3 separate regions of the Mus musculus genome follow, and all the other regions are linked to region 3. A link is a contact called in public HiChIP or PLAC-seq data. All regions are on one chromosome and are shown on one strand. Each heading gives the region's core, a stretch centred on a gene start, on an enhancer-like site or on the middle of the called end of the contact. The rest is flanking DNA. Distances are from core to core; before and after follow the strand shown.

Region 1 (2,700 bases), core at 165-2,664, 100 kb before region 3:
ACTGCTTGTGGTGGCTGCCTGTCAGAGAACTATGGACAAGCTGTTGTTCAGGATGGCGGAAAGAGCCAGCCACCATCTTTTTTGCAACAAGTTGGGCCTGGAGGGTGTCCCAGAACACCCTACTTGGTCTTTAGACCCTTTCTGGACTTCCTAAGATACAGAGTAACCTACCATTGTTGGACATAGTATCTATTTTGTACATTTAATTCATTGTATGTGTGTATATTTGGTGGAGGTGGTGTGTGTGTGTGTGTGTGTGTGTGTGTGTGTGTGTGTGTATTAGAGGCCAACTTTCTGGAGTCACTTCAGATTGTATACTTTTTTGTTTGTTTGTTTCTTTGGTTATTAAAAAAATGGAAAAATACAAGGAAAGCAAAGAAAAATCTACCCAGGGCACTAACAGGCCCCAGCCTATGTCTCCCAACTGCCATGTAACCTCCAAATACAGTATGTCATTGACTCTGGCTTATAATCCCTGTGCACTTCCAATCCTGGCAGGGATGTTCCTGGCAAGCCGTGGCACACTGCATGTTGCTTTGTGTGGTTATGGTTGTGTGTAGATACCAAAGTTCCTGGCACAGGTAACCAGAGCTGGGCGCAGCCTGGTCAGTGGCGGGAGCAGATGGAGATTGGTTGTGGGTGCCTTGGCCCAGTCAACTACATGTTCTGCACACACTGGCAGAGCCCAGCACAGCCACCCCACCCCGTCAGAGGCCTCTGTTTCCCCTCTTTGGCCTGGTATTTGTGGGGGAAAAGGGTAAATCAGTTGCAGACCATGAAGATGTGAGAAAGAACAGTGTGAGTTCGAAGCACCCACCCCCACAGAGGCGAGGAGACCAAAAGAGCCAGTTGCCCTTCCTCCCCTGTCCCCAGCTCTCAGCTCCAACAGGGAGAAACCCAGCTCTGGAGGCAGGTCTCAGGCTGAGTGAGCAGGTCCGTGCCCACCTTCCTGCATACACCCAGCAAAGAAACGGAGTTCTGTCACCTTCTCTTGACCTCAAAGTATGAATGCATGCAGGCAGAAGCCACATCTTGCCTGCCCAGCATCAGGAGCCAGAAAGTACCAGGCAGGTGGGCGTGAACTATGAATGAGTTACAGCAGGCCTCTCCTACTCCCCTCTTCCCTGGCACGACGCCCCAGGCAGCCTCTCTTCTCACTAGAGAGTCCCACTCACTGGAACCCTGCCTAGATGCCTCAGAGATGCCAGGACGAGGCCCCACCCATATGTTGGAGGATGCAAGCAGAACACTGTTTAGGGTGTCACAGTAAGTGAGAGCCCCTAAACCCAGCCACTCATCCCCTCTTCCCTCAAGAGAGCTGGTAGCTGGTAGATCTGACTTTATGCTCTGCCCTGCTTGAAGGCATTGATATGCCCTCCTACTACAGCCTCTCCCTGGGCGGGGCTCTCCCAGAACCGCCCTTGAGCCATTACCAGCCCTACTGATATGAGCCAGGTTAAAACTATTCATGGGCCTAGTGTCCCAGGTCGAGGCCAGTCCTCTTGTTCCAGGTAGTGAGCTTGGGGTGGGTATCTCATAATGAAGGGTTGGGCTTGTTCCATCAGGCAACCAGGAAGTGTGCCGTGGGGAAGGGGCATCCCCTGTGCCTTGACATGCCCAATCAGCACACAAGCTGGGCCAGGGGGCAGCCCTGAGCTCTCCTGGGCTTTGTCTGCGCCTCGTGGGCTCTGCAGGGCTCTAGGAACTTTGAAATAGCTTGCACTTCTCCGAGGGTGGGACTGAGACTCCCTGCCTTGTCCTAAGGAGAAGAGAGACTTTAGGGACCTTCATGGACGCAGTCCAGATACCCACACAATAGCTCAGTTTCTCTGTGGGTGTGGCTCTTTGGCAGTAAGGCCTCTTGGTAAAGCAGCCAGCCTCATTTATAAAGTGAGCAAAGGTTTTCACACTCCCACTAAGCCACTAGGTGCTGCCAGCCTCGGGGGTATCAGGGTTTCCTACAGCTCGCTCGGTAAGGATGTACTTTCTCACTTTGGTGGTTTTAAATAGTTTGATGTTTTGAAACTACTCAGCCATACCTGGTCCTTCTAGGCTAGCCAGCCAGTGAGCTGTTTCAAGGGCTCACCTGTCTCTGCCTCCCATCTCACTGGGATAAGATTATGTGTTCCTTTATGTGTTTCCCCCCTCCCCCACCTCCACCCCCCATCCTAGTAGTGTTCTTTAATAGATGCCACGCCACCAACTCTTCATAGGCCTAAGTAGATATTTTCTGTCCGTCTGTTTAACAGATGCAAACTGGAGGGCTGAGTGATCAACAGACCTGTCCATCTGTCATTGTTGTCACATGTAGATCCTTCCTGTCAGGTTAGCCCTGGGACCTCTTGCTCTGCTGTCTGCCCATTTCCCAGTCAGAGCTGTAGGGGTTGGGGACTGTACCTAAAGAGTCTTGAATACTAGGGCAGGAATGAGTACTCTGCCCTCACTCACCCTACAGAGGCAGTGTCAGTGAGTGGGACTCACTCCTCAGCCTTTGCTCCATCCACCGCGCTCCATCTGATTTTCCCAGGTAACAAGGGCACTGGGAGGGAGGGTCCCAAGCACCAGGCATCTTCTTCTAACAAGAAGCTATTAGGATTCCTGCCCGTGGCTATCTACCCTTGGACTTTAGGATGGGGTGGGGGGAACCTGTCCAAGAGCTCACAGCATGGCAGAGGTGTCCAGGCTGTATGCTCTTGGTGG
Region 2 (2,700 bases), core at 127-2,626, 130 kb after region 3:
AAGGCTCTGACATACAAGGAGAGCAAGGAAGAGGCGCTCCCAGTGGGTGTCTTGAAAGAGCAGCTACTTCCCGACCTTACCTTTCCTGAGGCTCTTTCCTACCTCTAAGGTTCTTGGCTTTCTGCTTGGGCCCTGGGGTAGAAAGGAACGGCCAAGAAGCTAGAAGCCAAATAGATTATGACCTATACTTTCCCACAGCCAGTGTGCCAGTGACAATCTTGGGTCCTTTCCTTGCAAGCAATAGAAATGAAGGCTAATGTAGACAAGAGAATTCCCGAGTGGCTCAAAGCATGAGGGACAGCCAAACCCTAGGCCCTGGAGGAAGGACTCAATGTGCATCCTGTGTCACTTGCTTTGCTGATCATCATAACCAAATAATTTCAGAAGTAACTTGAGAGATGGGAGGTTTTGTTGTCTTAGAGTTTTACAGCTGTGAACAGACACCATAACCAAGGCAACTCTTATAAGGACAACATTTAATTGGGGCTGGCTTACAGGTTCAGAAATTCAGTCCATTATCATCATGGTGGGAACATGGCAGCATCCAGGCAGGCATGGTGTAGGAGGAGCTGAGAGTTCTACATCTTCATCTGAAGGATGCTAGCAGAAGACTGGCTTCCAGGCAGCTAGGATGAGAGTCTCACAGCCCATACCCACAGTGACAAACCTACTCCAACAGGGTCACACCTTCGAATAGTGCCATTCCCTGAGCCAAGCATATACAAACCATCACATTTGTTGTTGCCTACATTAGCAGAGGTTTTATTTAGCCCATGGCCACTGGGTGGCAGAACCACAAGACACTGGAAGTTCTTTGTCTTAGGGTAGACAACTGGGGGAGGGGAGGCAAGGGGACAGGAGCAGGGAGAGGGAGAGGGAGAGAACACACAAACCAGGTATAACCTCCAAAGACATGCCCCAATGAGCTACCCCTGCAGCTCTGTTTAAGTAGTAATATTTGAGATCTCCAGAGTGTCTCCTGTCAGCAAATGTTCCCTGAGTTTGTGTCCACTCAGGGGTTAGACCACTAGCAGCAGGCCACGGGTGGGCTCTGTCTCTCACCTTCTCATGGGTTTCAGCTCTGGGTGACCCGTTAGAGGAGAAGCTGACTCTGGGTCTTGAGCTACCTGTGCTAAGGCTCAGAGAAAGTGTATGCCACATGGATCAGAATACTGTGTGGCACCAGGTGCACCCCCCTTTCTCTGGGACTTCTCTGTCTCATCTGTAGTATGGAAGTGAGTCATTTAACCCCAAGAGCCAGGGTATTTAGAGAAAGCCCTCTGTAAACTTAAGTCCTGATGAATGTGAGTCACTACTTCCCTTGCTAGCTTGGCCATGCCTTATCCTGTCCTTTACCTTAGCATTTTGAAACCCATGCATGTGTTCTGACCACTACCCTTTACCTTGCCTTCTGAGTCAGTGACTCTGACTTCTGGATAGTGTCTGGGTCAAGAATGGCAAGCCAACTTTTGTGGTTGTCTGCAGCTCTGGATTGACTCACTGCGAAAGTGATGCAATTGATTAGTAATGTCTGCCAAGGCCCTTGGAAGGGGAGTGGAGGTTCACCTGCCACATCCGTACCATTGTCTGGGGCTTGATGATGGGCTGTCTGATGCAAGTTCCCTGACCTCACTGCCACATCTCAGCCTGGCTCTGGTGGTTTCCCTCCCACAGGAATGAAGAATAGGGAAGCATCACTCGCTTGCACTGGGAGCCCAATCAAGAAAGCCTGGCTTGGATATGGGTTGCCCAGGAGCTACAGTTGAAAGCCTGGGTAATAGTCAGGGAGGGAACCTCTAGGGGAAAGCTGTTCAAAAGAGCTCAGAGGTTTACGGTCTTGCTTCCAAGTCTGACGGATTGAGTTTGAACCCCTGGATTCATGTGGTAGGACAGAAACAACTACTGGATGTTGTCTTCTGACCTGCATGTGCGCCATAGCATGCATGCCCCCCCCAACAAACAGATAAATGTAATAGAGAGGGGAGGGAAAATGAGAAGGGAGAAGCAAAGGAGGTGAACAGAAGGGGGAATGGTTCTTTCAGAGGTAACTAGGTGGGAGAGATGGGTGGGCTAAAGAGGTGGAACTTCCAATCATTGTACATTTGATATGGGGCTAATGGCCTTGGATGCATTAGGAACAAGTTAAAATAAGCCTGCCATACCCAGCTCTCATCAGCTCACTGCACTTAAGATGTGGCCCACAACTCTGTACTGTCCCCAGATTCAAACTCCAGTGTCTGCTTGGAAACTTCTTCCTTCCTCAGGCTTCTGGTCTCCCCCTCCCCCATTGCATCCACACTCTGCAGTTCCTGCCTGGGTTGAGCTCTGGGGTGTCCCCCCATCAGGCTTCTGGCAGTCACACACCCCCAACAGTTCTGGAAACACATGGGATTCCATCTGCCTGAAAACCATTCTCTCCTCCACTTGCATGCGTCCCCCATCTTCATCCTGGAGCCTCTTCCCCAGGAACTCTGGCTTCCCTCTTAGGTGCCCTCAAAGCATCTACCATTTCTCCACCCACATCTGCATCCCTGCACCACCCCACCCCACCCCGCCCTGACTTGGTTCTTAGGGGCAATCCAAGCTTTGTGTTCACTTCCAACTCCTGATTAGACCAACTGCCAGCTACAACCCCATGCAACAGGGGTCTATAGTCACTGTGAGTAGCACAAGTGCCCACTGGTGTGCATCACCAGTGTG
Region 3 (2,700 bases), core at 43-2,542:
GATACAATATTGCTAGACAGTAGAGTGCCGTGCAAAAGGAGTTACCAGATACCAACAACAGAATTTTGGATGAACTCTGAGAACACCTTCACTTTCCAGTACTCAGAGGACTAGGAAAAGGTATACTTCTGAATTCTAGCACTGCATGGGAAAACCAAACAGTGAGAAGCTGTTGTGTCTCATGCTTCACAGACACGGCAGCATCAATCAGAAAACAATATGAGAACACAAAAATATAGAAAACACACATCTACATATACAGCAATGACAAAAGAGGCTATATATCTGAAAGAATAAAGAGGGGGAGGGGGAAGGAAGAGAAAGAAAGATGTAATTATATTATAACCTCAAAAAAAAACATAAAAGGTTTTAAATATGAACTACAACAAAATTTGCTTAAAAACAAAAACAACAAAACCACAGAAATGATGGAAAGCTGAAGCAGCTAAGGACTGGAATTCCAAACCAGGGAAGGGCAGGCAGGCAGAAGCACTAGCCTTCAAGCCAGCTCAAGTCATTTCCCAGAGTGCATGTGAGACACCAGACGTGGCAGTGTACATACATCTGTTAACCCAGCCTACAGCACAACCAGCCTGGAGCATACAGTACAGCGTCAGAAACAAGTAGAGCCTGCCTCAGCAAGGGAAAAGACAAGAATGTCTCCTCAAAGTGTCCTCTGACCTCAATAGTGAGCCATGATATACTTATATGTGCACGCACACACGCACGCACACAGACACACTTAAAATAAAATAGAAAAGAATTGGAATTTTCTCCACAGGACAGTTTCAAATCTGCTCGCTTGGGCCTCTGAGATGGTAAGAAAGACTAATTCTGAGCTTGTACATACAACCCAATGTAGATCAAGATCTGAAACACAGAGGAGATTTCACAGTGAGAAAACTCATCACACTGGATTTAAGATTTCATGCACACTTGTGTTTCATCTTTAAGAATTTTGTGTGCATGTATTTAAGCATTTTTAAATAACATGCTTTACTCAAAAACATTAAAAATCCAAGAAATACCAATATAGCTCACATAAGTTAATATTCTGCCTCCCTGGCATGTGGAACTGTCAGAACATGGACCAAGAATGAATGGAGTCATGTGAGGGAAATTCCAAGTGCTTGTGAGAAAACTCTAAGAAAACAAAACAAGAGTCTTGTGACCTCCGTTCCTTCGAAAATACAGAATTGTCCTTGTTTCTGTGCTCCTCTGAGGTGTGGTGGATAGGGGTGAGTCACGTCAGGCTGCTCAATACAGCTGGCTATTGTTATTTGTTTACTCACCTCTCTAGAAAAACATGGCTTTGCCGCATGTGGTTTGCCCTTAGGACTGGATACTTTACTCTGTGACTCTTCTTAACCCTGAGAGTACAAACTGTCTGACACTCTGAGTAAGGCTGGCTTAGCATGAGACTTTAGTCCACTTCATTTTCAGGCTTTATTCTCCCAGACCCCACCACCCTTAGTGCAGTAAACAGGGGATCGTAAATTCAAAGGTATAGTTAACACTGCTATTCTGGAAAATAAATGTACATGCAATTACTAAATTGAGTGTTTTTATTTGTTTTTTGTTTTTTTGAAACAGAGACTGATGTGCCCCAAGCTGGCTTCAAACTCACTACATAGCCACGAATGGATGGACCAAGAAGTTCCAGTTCTCCTACCTCTACTCTCACACTTGGAGGTTGCAGGTGTAGTTACCACCACCCATGGTGATGTTTTTAATTTAGTAAATATGTGTGAAGTATTTGGTTTCTTTCTTTCTCAAATCTACTTAATTAACTAACGTCCTACCCATAATGAAATCTAGGGGTAAAAGCGGCTAATTGAGGCCAGGTGTGGTGGCGCACGCCTTTAATCTCAGCACTTGGGAGGCAGAGGGAGGTCAATCTCAGGGCCAACCTGATCTACAGAGTTCTAAGACCATCAGGAACACAGAAGCCCTGTCTTGAAAAACCGTAAGTGAATGGATGGATGGATGGATGGATGGATGGATGGATGGATGGATGGATGACGGATGGATGGACAGACAGACAGGTAGATAGATGGATAAGCTGAACACACCCACAGCTCTAGGCCAATGGATGGATTCTGGAACAAAGGGATAGGAGGGAGCAGTGAGCATCCTGGCAGCCTCCAGGAACTACATGTGGGGCTGACAGGAAAGGAGGACAAGAGCCCAGCTTCCACGTGGAATGCACCAAAGGCAGGAACGAAAGGCTTAAAGACTTAGGAGGCCCACACTCCCTGTTGACCGCACCCCCAACCTCCAGTCAGGAGCCTCTCCTAAACAAAATGCTACAAATCTGATAAAAAGTACTGTATGATAATAGTATTACTAAGAGGAATACTACTAAATGCTACGAACTTAATTCAAGTCTCTCCATTTTTTAAAGCTACAGCCCAGGAGTGTCTTCTACAACAGTGGAGTACTTTCTAACAGTCAGCAATACCTTCTGGTTCTCTTCCACTTCCGCTCTAAGCTGCGCGCTCACAGCCGTTTTCGTTATTGCTCTAAAAAAGGATAAAAGTGTGATCAGTGTTTAGCTTAGCATTCCATATAAAGGTCTTCAGTTTTCCTGTTTTTAGACATGAACCATATGACTCAATAAATTATAAAAATAAGAACTAAGTAAACCTCACAGCTGCAGAACTGGCAAACGTGTTCACCCTGCAGATGCCGCATGGTGGC

What was found. HiChIP or PLAC-seq counts read pairs in DNA pulled down with a chosen protein or histone mark.
Region 1: a contact with region 3 is called in an HNF4G HiChIP or PLAC-seq map of pancreatic cancer cells. The contact joins two enhancer-like sites. A contact is called at or near these places in 1 of 115 datasets of contacts at active chromatin or transcription factors (pancreatic cancer cells) and 3 of 9 other capture datasets (adipose tissue, liver and pancreatic islet).
Region 2: a FOXA1 HiChIP or PLAC-seq map of pancreatic cancer cells shows a contact between it and region 3. The contact joins two enhancer-like sites. A contact is called at or near these places in 3 of 484 Hi-C or Micro-C datasets (embryonic stem cells, female germline stem cells and spermatogonial stem cells), 1 of 115 datasets of contacts at active chromatin or transcription factors (pancreatic cancer cells) and 2 of 9 other capture datasets (adipose tissue and liver).

The regions. Positions count from the first base shown.
Region 1 is chr1:36,094,482-36,097,181 of GRCm38.p6, forward strand. All of the region lies in intron 1 of Hs6st1 (heparan sulfate 6-O-sulfotransferase 1), which reads left to right. Among named protein-coding and RNA genes, the nearest start is that of Hs6st1, 27 kb to the left of the region's middle. Within about 2 kb of position 1,415, at least 67 of the 459 cell types and tissues checked have an H3K27ac peak or open chromatin away from gene starts, as enhancers often do. A contact at or near this core is called in pancreatic cancer cells, where this site is marked.
Region 2 is chr1:36,324,660-36,327,359 of GRCm38.p6, forward strand. No RefSeq gene overlaps it. Among named protein-coding and RNA genes, the nearest start is that of Arid5a, 18 kb to the left of the region's middle. Within about 2 kb of position 1,377, at least 72 of the 459 cell types and tissues checked have an H3K27ac peak or open chromatin away from gene starts, as enhancers often do. A contact at or near this core is called in pancreatic cancer cells, where this site is marked.
Region 3 is chr1:36,199,244-36,201,943 of GRCm38.p6, forward strand. Uggt1 (UDP-glucose glycoprotein glucosyltransferase 1) reads right to left here. Exons shown (of 41, transcript NM_198899.2): 11 at 2,462-2,522. Among named protein-coding and RNA genes, the nearest start is that of Uggt1, 44 kb to the right of the region's middle. Within about 2 kb of position 1,293, at least 31 of the 459 cell types and tissues checked have an H3K27ac peak or open chromatin away from gene starts, as enhancers often do. A contact at or near this core is called in pancreatic cancer cells, where this site is marked.